2 separate regions of the Solanum lycopersicum genome follow, and region 1 is linked to region 2. Evidence: chromatin contacts called from public HiChIP or PLAC-seq data. All regions are on one chromosome and are shown on one strand. Each heading gives the region's core, a stretch centred on a gene start, on an enhancer-like site or on the middle of the called end of the contact. The rest is flanking DNA. Distances are from core to core; before and after follow the strand shown.

The links. HiChIP or PLAC-seq counts read pairs in DNA pulled down with a chosen protein or histone mark.
Region 1: an RNA polymerase II HiChIP or PLAC-seq map of leaf shows a contact between it and region 2, with 4 times the contacts expected there. The contact joins two enhancer-like sites. A contact is called at or near these places in 3 of 8 Hi-C or Micro-C datasets (all in leaf) and 1 of 1 datasets of contacts at active chromatin or transcription factors (leaf).

Annotation. Positions count from the first base shown.
Region 1 is chr7:38,447,612-38,454,477 of SLM_r2.1, reverse strand. LOC101265145 (probable phospholipase A2 homolog 1) reads right to left here. Exons shown (of 5, transcript XM_004243098.5): 5 at 4,034-4,640. The coding sequence ends at 4,462. Among protein-coding and RNA genes, the nearest start is that of LOC138337197, 15 kb to the right of the region's middle. Within about 2 kb of position 3,712, at least 2 of the 2 cell types and tissues checked have open chromatin away from gene starts, as enhancers often do. A contact at or near this core is called in leaf, where this site is marked.
Region 2 is chr7:38,272,089-38,279,169 of SLM_r2.1, reverse strand. It overlaps LOC101264837 (probable 1-acylglycerol-3-phosphate O-acyltransferase), which reads right to left. Exons shown (of 8, transcript XM_069286829.1): 3 at 7,071-7,081; 4 at 6,836-6,954; 5 at 6,546-6,706; 6 at 5,117-5,226; 7 at 4,910-5,009; 8 at 1,814-2,490. The coding sequence ends at 2,277. Among protein-coding and RNA genes, the nearest start is that of LOC101264837, 12 kb to the right of the region's middle. Within about 2 kb of position 1,674, at least 2 of the 2 cell types and tissues checked have open chromatin away from gene starts, as enhancers often do. A contact at or near this core is called in leaf, where this site is marked.

The sequences.
Region 1 (6,866 bases), core at 2,463-4,962, 170 kb before region 2:
ACCAAGTATGAGGGATATGAAAAAAAATCTGAACATGATCATAAAGGGACATCAAGGAAAACATGATATGCATGACCAAGCTAAATATAGTAAACTTTCAAAGAAGAATCATAAATTATGAGCATAGTTAATGCATCTTAAAATCATAATGAAAGCTTCATAAAGCCTTTAAAAGTAACTTAGTTCATTTGGCGGTATTTATGTTAACCGACATAGACCTTGTGAGCAATAGCATGGAATCTGGTGTCTTGCTTCCATAATAAAAAGGAGATTTCCTAATTGCCAAGGTAAGGACAATGAACTTCTAAATTAGGTGGATCCACTAGTTGTGTCTTTCTAAGACAATCCTATGGGGTACATAGTTAGGGACAAGGATATTGCTACTAGAGACTCGGTCTATACAAATAAGAAGGCCTCCATCTTAATATTCTCTTGGTACTAAGTAAAAATCCCAATGGGATAGTGATATTCATAAACATATCACCATACATGGAAAGTCACAATTAAGTCACTAATCCAAGCTTAAGACATGATAGAGTAGCTCACTAAACCATGATTCAAACAGTGTGAGAAAACCTTTCACCAATCATGATTTCTTAGTATGTGAAAAAATATTTTCATAATTTCATTGATAATCATCTTGTAAACAACCTTAGATCATAAACATCTCTCTCATAATTCATATTCGTAACTCCATGGGCTTTCTTCATAAATTCAAACTAAAAATCATGAATGATGCATGGATCTTATAGAAGTCAATTCGAAATTATGTAGTTTAATCAAAACATACATAGGAAGACTGAAATTAAACAATTAGATCAACATCAATTAAGACCCATGAAGATCACATGAAACCCTAAGCAATTTAGGTGAAATTCAATTGGAAACTTAGAGATTTTGAGTGACCCAATGGATGAATAATCCATTGGTGAATCCACACATACCTTGATGATCAAATCCCCAAAGTAATGGAGTGAAAATGAGATTTGAGTCTTGAATCATAGGTTTGTTCCTTGATCTAGAGAGAGAATTGGAGAGGATAAACTTGAATAACAATTGGGGATTTGAGAGAATGAAAGGGTATGAGTAGACTAGGGAGTTGGAAGGTAGGTTTAGGTCTTAGAAACGACATAGTAGTAGGTATTAAATGCATAGGAAAGACTCAAATACGCTTAATAATAAATGTCAGATGGCTTCTGCGGTTTGTATCTGCAATGCATAGGACCTACGGCCCGTAATAACCAACTTCAGAAATCCAAAATCCATTCACTTCCCATGAGACCAATATGACCCGTCATTTATTCTATGGTCTGTAGAACCCTTATGTAGAACCCAAGTTCAAGCCCAAAATTCACTAAGTATGAATCACTTCTACGGGTGCCATCTACGGCCCATCCAAATTACTATGACTCGTCCTGCATACTCGTAGATAAAACTTTATGTACTTAAATTTTCTATAAAAAAAACTTAACTCAACTGTACAACTTCCCTTCTATGGCCTGTAAGACTTCCTACGATGAGTACATATAACTCGTAGTCACTAACTTAGAGCTAAAAATCAGGACTTTTCCTTTCCTTTTAATTATACAATTTCCAAAATCTTACAGTGGGAGAGGTATTAGAATCAAGATATCACTACTGGCACAGGCTAAATAGGAGATAAGGATCCTAAATAAAGAAGTGCTCTACAAATATAATTTGATGTCTTATTGTTTGGACTTTCATTATGGATATACTTAAAATTGAGTCATAATATATGGATAACATCTTTAGGGATTGGTGAATTTTGCAGGAGCGGCTCGGTCTTCAGAAGATGAGGACATTGATTCATATATTCCCTAGCTCTATTTTAGGCTGACATTCTATTGAATAAAGCCTACCACTTGGAAGTTATAGTATGATTAGATTTATGGATTATGCACTATCCTTCTCCTAATCATTTGTCAACAAAACCAATGAGTACAACTTACTAAAGAAAAATGGTGAAAAGATTTATTTTAGTGAGCTCCCATAAGAAGGCGCAAAGGCAAAAAAGGTCAAGTGTTTTTCCTTGACACTGTCCGACCATGAAATATAACCACATAACCTAGGGAATCCATAAGAGCAAGAAAATACAAGGATATAAAGAATTATATGATTTCCTCTCTTGCTAGAAACAACAATAGATAGGAGTACACAACAATTGCACATGAATAGGGTTCTCCTTAGCTTTTAAGGAGGAAGTGACTTTTTCCAGTATTTTCGGAAAAATGAATTAAATTTATTTTCAGAAGACAAGAAACCCTCCTAAAGAAAGCAAAAGTATATGCACGATAATCGATAGATCCTAGGTTCAAATCCTACATAGGAAAAAAAATAATTATCGATTTGTCTCTAAGATAATGTAATCATGGGACATCAAAACAACTAGTTGATTGTTGCTTTTTATTCCTCACTCTAGTATAGATAACTTGGTTAATTCCATTCTTGCAAAAGGATCCACTGGAAAGAACCATTGCTTCTAATTTTAAGTTGTGGGTCAGATTGTTCTTATCATGGTTATAAATTTTCTGGAAGAATAAGATTCTACATTCTACTGTTACAACAGACACTTCCAGACCAATTTCTGAAGTATCACAATATACTATGAACCCATCAGTTCCTTCTTGTAGGATCAATACTTGGGCAATAGTCAATTTGGGTTTCAACTCGTCATAACTTTTCTCATATGCTTCCGACCATTGAAAATTGATCTTCTTCTAGTAGTTTGGTCAATGAAGCAAAAACATATGGAAAACCTCGTACAAATCTTCTGTATTACCCAACCAAATCAAGAAACTCTCACTCTTCATCAGTGTCATGGGTCTAAACTAATTCTTTACTATCTCGGTCATTGGGAATCCACCTTGATACCTTCACTGAAAATGGCATGGCTTAGGAATGACACGTAATTCAGCCAAAATTTACTCTTAGAAAACATAGAATAGAGCTTGTGATCTCGAAGTGTCTATAAAACTAATATGCGATGAATTGTTTATAACCCTTACTCTTTGAATATACCAAGATAAAATAAATATGATTGTGAACAAATTAGAGGCTTGAAAGGATCACTGCAGCTAAAGGAATACAATTTTAAGAAGTTGTAGTGGAAACAGATCCTAACCATTGGTAAGTTGATTAAGGATGAATACATACAACATCATCCTCTTGGAGTTATTATTGAAGATTGTAAAATCTTATTGAATACCAAACAGGGCCTTGACTAAAAACATATGGAGAGGGGCGAATTAATGTGATGATTTCATGGCCAATGAAGGACACAAACATGAAGATTTAATAATCTTGGGAAGTGCATATACATATATGGAGTTTCATCTCCTGGCAAACTTAAGTGGCGTCGCTTTTTCAAATAGTAATCCTTTTTAGATTTTTCTGGCGTACCAAAACAAATATCTTTTAGCTTTTCACTTGTTTCTTTTTATAAAAAAAACCACAATTAAAAAGATACTAACTAAATATTCTATAGGTTAGAATAATTTGGGATATAAACGGAAAGTTTCTAGGAGTGATTTCAGACCTTGAGAACATGAATGGGCAAAAAAGGGATGTACGACATGAACCTTGACTTCTATGTTTTTGGTACCAAGGATGGAGTATCAATAACATTAAGTGGTAACAATCGAGGAGTAGATATTTGGGGAAGGGTAAAATCGGGGTACAATGGTGTGACGGCATTTCATGTGGCTTCCAACTTACACAAAATGACAATCCACATTAGATAATAATAGCTAGATCCTTGCCACCATGAGCTTTGTTAATAATGGAGGTATTGTTTTAACAACACTCTCAAGGATAGAGATGTTTTTGTTCGCAACGTATAACACATGTTAAACATATACTATTTTTATCAACAGATGCAAATTTGGGTCTTTCAAAAATAACCTTTCTACCTCCACAAGGTAATGATAAGTTCAATAAAGGCAAATCTAGATCTTTCAAAAACAACTTCTACCTCCACGAGGTAGGGTTATAAGTATAACAAATCAGAGGTAGATTATAAGTATAACAAATCTTCAATATATATTATGTTTATCAACAGAGTGGCAAATATGGGATTATACTGGATAAATTGTTATTGTTGTAGAGGGGCAAATCTGATCCATTCCTCTAAATCTCAGCAAAACTAGCAGGTGTCTCGAATATGCAGCTTATCCAGCAGCCAATCAACATGAATTTGTCAAGTCTCTTCCTATTCAAAAACCACTAATGAACAGTGGTACCAATTAGACATACAGAAACCTCCACTGATAAACCTTAACAATGGAATAGCTACGTCTTTGGCGCTAATACAAAATGGACATCTAAAAAAGGAAAAGCTCCTAAAAAGAGATGAATAAAATTCCTGTTGTACAATTGAATCAGCAAGGAATGGTTAATGCAAGCATTTCAAGTATACGGTTTCTCACTATCAGAGTGAAATGATCAAAGTTCAAGCTTCGAGTTTCCAAGTTGGCTAAACAAAATAGCCATGTCCATACCCTGTACCATCGTTGGAACAGCTACATCATAGGGGCAATCTCTAGTAAACCCGGCCTTCCCGGACTTCTGCACTTTCTTTATGCATCTCTTGAACTTCTCATGACATATAACATTGGTCATACCTGAAAGAATGAAGCAGTTGAATTAAACACTTTAACTATGAAATCTGACAAATGAACAAACCATATTCTGTTGCAAGTTCTTCCTCTCTTTAACAGGTGTAATTACCAAAATTAGGTTGAAAAAAAAACATTCTTCTAACAAAATGGTCAATTCTGGAATAATGTGGGACAGGGAAGTAGGCATCATCTGGAAGCTTATAACTTCACATGGAAATTCATGCCAGAATAAGAAGCTGCCACTTAACAGGTTCTTCTTTGAGTTTACTGCTCTTTCTTTGTCAAACATTTCTCAGTGTTTCCTCATCAGAAGGACTTTTGACAAAAATGTAAATGGCCGAGAACCGCTTTATAGATCAATTTAACCAACAAAATCACCTCTCCAGCAAAATTTAGAAACTGATCAAAGCATGCTTGATTCTATACCAAGAACCAAGGCCGCTCCCCATCCTTGTAGAGTGTACTGACATGGGGCACCAGAAAGACAAACAACTAAAAAAATTCAAAAACTGAAAGGCAAGATTTTTTTTCGACTGTAGTATCATAGGTGCTGAAAGGGAAGTCATCTACCCTAACTTTATGCACAAGAGTAGTGTCCCATTTTAGATGTAAAGAGTTAAACTAAAACTGTATTTTATGTCTCAATTGAAATGGCAGTCTAAGAATGACCAAGTACTCTGCATTATTAAAGAAAAATCTCATGTGTAAGCCAATGATGAGAATCACAAGAACCTAATGTATCAGAAATAGGGATGGGTATAGTTTGGGCAAATCCGAAATCCGATTTTTTTAGATTTTTGGTTGGGATTTTCACATTATGGATTGGATAGCTTCGAATTTTTGATATATTTGAAAATCCAAAATATTAAATCATCTGTTAAAATATTTTCTATTTAGACATGATTTTTACTATGTTTAGACCAATCAATCTCAGACCTCAATACTTGGCATGGGGAATCATCATGACAGATTGGCATGAATATTGTATTTGGATGTTCAATTTTTAATTTTTTTTATGACAAGCGAAACTAGCAGCCGCTACCCTATTGGTGCACACAGGGTAAAAAACGCTCTTATGTAATAACTCGCAAATCACATAGGATAGGTAACCCGCACTAGGCAATCCCGGTGCAACGACCTTGACCCAAAAGGCAAACCTCTTGCTTTTGCTAGCAAGGGGTTTAGAACTTGAGACGCCCAAACCATTGTGTCACCCCAAAGGGTACTTGGATGTTCATTTTTGTAGGAAGAAGAAGAACTAATTCAACTTGTAGGCTCAAAATTGAAAATCCAAATTAACCAAACTGATTAATCCGAAGACGAACATATAAACTGATCCAATCCGAACGTCAAAAAACTGACCCAATCCAAACTTATTTAAATGTAATCTCTTGAATTTGAAGACCCAAAATCCAATCTGATGACCCACCCCTAATAAGAAAGGCTATCTGATGCCCAGTAATCTAAAACCTAAATAGAAGTCTAGAATAATCTAAGCATTAATGTTTTTACTCTTTTAGGGAAAATGATCTGATATACTCCTCAATTTTGCTTTTTATAGTTGATATACCTCTCATTACAAAAGTGGTTGGCATATGCCCCTACCATTACAAAATCACTCACATATATGCGTACTGTTACAAAAGTGACTCACATATACCTTATTCATATAACAAATGAGATGAGCTAATTTTCAATTTATTATTTTGATTTTTAACTTTCAAAAAAACATGTAGGGGTATATATGATCCTTCACACATGATATTTTTTTCAACTTCTTTGATTTTCATTATTCGAGTTTCTTATTCTTATCTTAATTTTTTAGAATTTCTTTTGTCTAAAAATATATGAAATAAAATGAAAAAAGTGTGAATGGAGAAAGAGAAAAAGTATGAAAATATTTAGAAATTTTTTTGCGGCTAATGTAATTTTTTTGTGTTTGTAAAAAAAGGTTGGGGTATCAATGATAAATTGTACAAGAAAGTTAGTAAAAAGAATAAATTTAATCATTGAAATAACAAATTCAAATTAGTCATTGAATCTAAAAGGTCCAAAAAAATACATGTGAAAAGGATCAAATATACACCTACATGGATATTTGTTTTAAGAGAAAAGGGTCAAATATGCCGCTACACTATTCGAAAAGATCTAGATATACCCTCCGTTTAAAGTTTGGTTCACTCATGCCCTCACCGTCCAACTTTTGGTCCAAACATGTCCTTATGGGCT
Region 2 (7,081 bases), core at 425-2,924:
TCTATCATGTGGAGTCCTTTTAAAATATGGTAAGAGGCCTACTTGTGAACCAAGTTAGATTTTTCCTATAAATAGAGGGGTCCTTTTCATTGTAAAATCATCTCTCAAGAGAAATAATAAGTCTTCTCTTCTCTCTGTTTTCTTATTATAATTATTATATACTTTCAGAACAAAAAATACCAACCTGAAGGATCCCATCTTCCACCACAACAAAATCAAGATTTTTTTCAAGAAAAAAAAACTTCACTTACGCAACACTAAGAATAATTTTGCAGAAATTTGAAGAAGAGAGAAACGTGATAAAAAATAAAATCAGAATTTAAATTAATTTTAATTGATTTGATCGTTTTAACGAAATCGGATAATATTAATTATTTTGAATTCCTTGAATCGTGTTAATTATTGATTATCTATTATCAATTCAAATTAAATTAACCCCCATATATATTTTTTTATTATTAATTTTTTATTTTTTTAGAAACGTTTCTTTGTTTATTCCTTTTTTTTTGGCAATATGTTATAGCCTGAAATATTTAATGATATATATTGAAAGTCTAACTCTAATGCTATAGCTTGAAAATAGTACTATAAAAAATGTCGATATGATACAAATATGGGTTATTTAAAAAAATAAAATAAATAAATTTACATATAAAAAATGATATGCTATAACTCACAATTAAATTGTTATGAATAGCAATATATAAAAAGTAGATTTAAAACATGTTAGATTGTCTCTTAAATATATATATGTAGTGTGATTTTTCCATATAAATAATGTATAGTCATAGACAAAATTATAACAGGATAACAAAATGTAAAGTTTGATCAACTGAGAAAATGTGATATCAACTCAACAAACGACACACAACTATAAATTATAATAGTGATTGAAGAATATAATAAAGCTACAAAAGAAATATTATCTTCACCCTGATATAAAGTTTAATTGTAATATTTGTATCTCATATGATATTAATCATTTTGACCTCGATAAACATGTCATCATATGGCAATTCACATTGGTCATTTACAAAAGTTTGCACTTCATTTTTTTTATTGATAATTATTTATGTAGAAATTAGGGAAAATATCCAAGTATCCCCTCAGCCTATGCTCGAAATCCCAAAGACACACTTATACTATACTAAGGTCCTATTACCCTCCTGAACTTATTTTATATGTAATTTTCTACTTTTTTTTAGCCTACGTGGCACTAGTTCAAAAAAAAAAGTCAACCATCGTTGGACCCACAAGATAGTGCCACGTAAGCTAAAAAGGGGTAAAAAATTATCAATAAAATACGTTCAGGGGGTAATAGAACCTTAGTATAGTATAAGTGTGTCTTTGAGATTTCGGGTATAGGTTGAGGGGGTACTTGGGCATTATCCCTAGAAATTAAGATGGAAAATCTTGTATTGTTACATGTTCGGTATAGGAAGTAGAAATGATTAGGCGTGTTTTATTTTACTTTTTTTATTTAATTACCTATTCAAAATTTTACGGAAATATAATAACTATTATTTACAAAATTTATATTACACTCAATATACACGTTCTACGAAGCCATTCATGTAAATAAGCTCTTTATGGAAAGCATTGTAGATATCCTTCGGCTGATTCAACCAATGGACGTAGAACAATTGGGCCCTGTTGACACCTAATATGGCACTTGTGACTGACTGTCTTATTTTGAATAACAGAGTAGTAACTTCACTTCTTGACAAAGCATACCAGAACCATGTATAACTGGAATTGACATACTAGTTGATTCAAATTTTATTTACACACTATCTTGTTCATTTAGCAACTATTGACATATAATATTTCACTATTTCACATAAAAACAGAATGTAGTTTCAAGAACATAAACCATTCAGCTATCTGTACATCGACTTCCTACAAGCAAGGAGCGGCAGAAAAGAATGCTGCCCATTCATGGCTTCTTGAGGATATTGACTTTATGTTCTGAGAAATTTTAAGGATATATTAGTCAGACCAGTAAACTCATTTGAGAGAACATAAACCAATGTTATCTATTGTACACTTATCTCAACCTATACCCCACACAATGAACACATCACCGCGATGTGTCTCATTCAGACAGATACCACGCCTTCAGGAAGCGAGTCATTGTCCTTCTGTGGTGATACAAATCTACGGCAAGCATAGAGTACAGCAGAGTGGAATGCGGATGTGTTCTCCATAAATACAAAGTGACCAGCCTGCAAGATCGAGAAGGGTTTTGCCAGTAACTAGGGATTATCCCTGGTGCTTCACTTTATACTACTATGTAGTTTCGGGAAACAATAATCAGAAATAAGATTATTTTCTGAAGGGGGGCAGGAAAAGGAAAGAAAGAGAACCTGAGGGACCCTAATTATTTCACATGGAACCTTCATATTCTTCCTTGCCTGTTGCGCTCCTCGGTAATCCATCCAATCTTCATGTCCATATATGAAAGCTGTTGGCACCTTCCAATCTGGTGCTCTGTGAATATAAGGAGTCCGAGATATTAGTAGAGAATCGCTGCTAAAATTCTCATCAAGGTTTAGAGAGTCGAGTTACTTGGCAATTTAACATCATGTGCCCCTAGCTAGTTCTATTTTGACTGGAATATCTAAGAGGCTTCTGAAATCCCAAAGCCCCATAAGAATAATGTTATTTCAAGATTTATTAAATAACTTTGTTCATAGGGAGGAGCATCGTGTGTAAATGTCCCAGACTGCGTAGAACGTACCAAGGGCAGAAATGGTTCATCAAAAAAAAAATGGTCCACTAGAATTTCAAGGAATTCACAGCAAGAATTTAAGTCAAAATCCAGGTGCTCTTGGGTCAATATAATCCTGAATCCAGGCATAATTTGTTGGTGTGATTTGGCCATGAAAATTGTGAAATATGAAACAAGTGGTTTTTGTTTTCAAAGTGAAAAATGGCATTTGGAAATTGGAGTTGACCTGAATACAAATTGGAGTTGTTTTTGGACTTTTGTGCATGATTTGGAGTGAAAAAGGTAAAAAACTTTCTGGTGCTTTTCAAATTCCGGAATTCAACTTGTGAAGTGTCGAGTTGAATTCTGGAATTTTCTGAAATTTTATGACCAAACATGATTCCCTGAATTCAATTTTGAAGAAGTAAAATATTCTTGGTCACACGGCCACTAAATGCTTCACAGCATAAAAGAGGTCAAATGCTTACAGACACGTTAAATAACAGGTATCAAGTAATGTGAACCCCATCCATAAGCAGAATACAACTACATTCTTTACATATTTTGTTTGAGCTTTACTAACTTGTATGATCTCATCCTACAGACAATTAACTACACACAGAGTATACCATACCAAATCATATTGGTTACAGAAATATACTTACTCCACAAAAACAAATGAAATAATTGTCCCTGGCATTTTACTTTACCGCAATGAATAAATCAATCAACTATATCTCACTCCTATACTAGCTCTCGACCATACCTATTCCTCTCATATCAAGCCTACTTTACTCCAATATAAAATAATTTGCATTTTAAGGGATCCTTGAGGTTTTCCTGATCTCATATTTCCACTAGGACATAAATGTTTCTTAAACAAAATAAGAAAAACTCCAGGCACATATAGGACCGAGCGAAATGTAAGAACCGAACATTTTTTTACAAGTTGTTATAGCCTAGATAGATGTTTTCACTTCAATTGTATTATGTTCCTAAGCTAAGACGTGCACTGACTCAGAGAGAGATATAGGTCTTTGATAACTTTTCTCAATGTGATTTTAGGACTACCTTGACCTCTATTATCAGCTCCATTCGCTGTATTATAGCACCTAATGCCAGTTCATATAGAGGTCCAAACAGGAGATGAAAATCAATTTAACCGTCAAAGATTAAAATATCAAATATCACAAAGAAGTGCTATTTAGTTTATAATGGTTGCATGCTAGTCATCATGACCAGTTCAAGCATTTCCTTTTCTTAAAACGACAAGAGGGTGAGGGCTCCTAGCAATGGCAAATTAGTATACAATTGCAAATAATTACTTATTACACCACATCAGTCCAGCCATTTTTTGAATGCTTAAAATTACAGTGCCTGGGAATCAGACAACGTTATTTACTAAATCTTCATGGCCCTCATCCTTTTTGGAGAATAAATTCCCATCTAGTTGAGGCTCTTACTTACATTTAATTGCTTGAATTAATTGCATAACTGGACCATCCAATTCGTTTACTCATTTACATCCTAAAGTCTGTCTACATGGTGCAAATTCAATTGAATTAGCATTCTAAAAATAAGCTGAGGAATGGTTCCTATTAGCTTCGGAGAAGACCTTATTACAAAGACGTGAAGGCAAGCTCCATCTTACGGCATCAACTGTAATGCCGAAGAGTTCATGAAGTCTTCCATTTAGTTCCCTCATTCCCACCCTCTTATGTGAAAAAAGGACTATTGAGCGGCATCTATTTTCTCACTTTATATTTTTCCCCTTCCTGCAGGTACAGTATAAATTACTGCCGCACTGCTGATTGAGAAAAAACAGAGAACCCCATGCATCAAATCACTCATGATCTGTGCTTGCAACTAAATTGATACATCTCACATCACATGTAAATAAGTAGGGAATCCAAGTTCTACCTCTATTTTTTTAACGAGAACCTCATATTCCAGCAAAGTGTGACAAGCAGAAGCCATTATAGCAAGCATTATAAGAGCAGAAACTGAACAATACTAACGGATACAGAGCTGGACACTGTAAGGATCTACAGTAGCAGGAATTTTAGGTTTTCAGCATTTTATTCAGCAACTAAGTAATAAATACTATCATGCATTTGCATGTGTTCTTGTGTTTGAAGAGAAAGAGATGGGGGTGGGGAAGAGGGAGAGGGAAAAAGAGACAGAGAGTGGGTATATCACCTGTATAAAAGAGGACTCTTGGCAAATGCTCCAAAGGAAAATATATATTTTAAGCATAGCTCTCCACTAGGTTTTGCAGCCAAAGTGTGATATACATAATCTTCCATTAAAAAAACAATTGATATTAGAAACCTGAGATGTGCAATGTATACAACCATCATGAGAAATAAAAATACGATGCCAATCAATAAAAGATTTGCAACGTACCTGAGAGTAGTCTGGACGACTCCTCAGTCAAATCATCTCCATTAGAATATGCAGTAAATCTAGCATTTGTGTATTTGCGAACAAGGTCTGGACCCCATGGGCCTAAGCCTCTGCATTATTAAATTGCCAGCAATATTAGCACTCTTCAGATAAATAAGGCCACGTATACAACTTTCTTTCAGAACTACCAGGCCAATTAAAACCTCAATCCAGGAAAGGATCCCGGACAGCTAAAGGGAGCATCTTAGATCCATAGAAAGAAGTCAATATACAAGAAAAAGTATCAATTATCAAGTATATGAGTAGTGCCAACTCTATAAGTCAGTAAATATGCACAGGCATCAACATGTATGATTTTTAAAAAATCTAGATATGAAACAACCACCTGTGGAGTTGATCTTTTTCGTTAAATCATCGACAAATAGCGCATATCTTGTCTTAAAATAAATGTCTCTAGCACTTAATAACTCTTTTAGTTACTGAACACCTACAGGATAATGAGAGAGTGAGGCAGAGGGAAAGGCTAGCAACCACAGCCCGCAAGGGTACCCTTACTTATAAAAGGCATTTTTCAGGACAACGGCAGACTTTTCTTTTCATAAATTAAAAAAAAATATATGTATGGCTCATGTACCACGTAAAATCCAAACGCATGATGAATAGCTTAATTTTACAGATAACTATGATAAATCAAAGAAAGAGAAGGTTAGTCCCTTCATTTCCTATTTACATACTAAGATGAAAAGTCACCCTGTTATCCCAACCAAACATCTTTTTAAAGGGGAGAAAGAAAAGGTTTGATATCTTCCTTTTTTTTTTTGTGCTAGACATTTTGTGTTACGTACAATGTAGTGGATTCATCTAGATGACGCCAATCATTTCGGATAGAGGCATGATTAAGTGCTTGATGTCTTACATTTGCTTTCAAACTTTGGGAATGTGTGAACCATTCAAGGAAAGGTGACAACTAAATTAAGATAAAACAAACCATCAAGTGGGACTGTAGTCAAGTTTAGATAGCTAAGAAACCAAAAGAGTATAGTGAATCCACCTGTGAGTATCTTACATGGGTTCCCTCAGCCCTCAGGTCCTTAATCATGCATTCCTCAAAAAACATTGACACCGAGGCAAAGCATTTGCAACAGAAGTACATATGCTCGCCATATGATCATATCATTCGAAGAAGGGGAACGAAGAAGAAATGAATCATAAACATTTTAGGAGTTAGTCTTAAAATAAATTATGTTCCCCGAGTAAAGAAAAAGCTTGCACTAACCAGAAGCTACAGTGACAAGAAGGAACAAATGGAAAAATCAGGCGTATCAAGAGTATCACTGTAAATGTTTGTATAATGCAGTAAAACATGCAAAATAAATGTCCAGCAGCATGTTAGACTAGAGAAGAAGCAAGTTTTTAGAAAAGCATCTACCTGATAACTTTCATCGGGGTAAAATTAGACTCCCACAAATGATTCAAGACAACTCCCTTCCAAGTTGCTCTGAACTGGGTCATCCGCTCGGACATATGTTCAGTTTGTGATGTAAATCCGGCTGGTCCTACCAGAATCAACTGCTGAACACGCTCAGGATGCTACAAGCGAAATAGAATCATTTAATCAGCAGTAAAATATACATGACCATATACATTTAAACTATAATTTCACATTTCTATGAATTTCTTGTTTTTTCTGAAAAATTGAGTTCAATGAAAATTGATCACCTTGAGAGCATATTTGGCAGCGACATACCCTCCAAAAGAGTGCCCAAGCAAAATAAAGTTGCTTAGATTTTTGGCTTAGCGCCACTCCTCAAAGGAATCGATAAACCAATTTTCAGTCTCTGCATTAGAAAAGATGCCTCTTTCAGAACAAAATTATTCAGTAAATAAGCCGCAGATATGGTATCTTCCAAATGAATAAAGATACTCAAATGTGTAATCAACTTGTAACGCTAACCTTCGGTACTT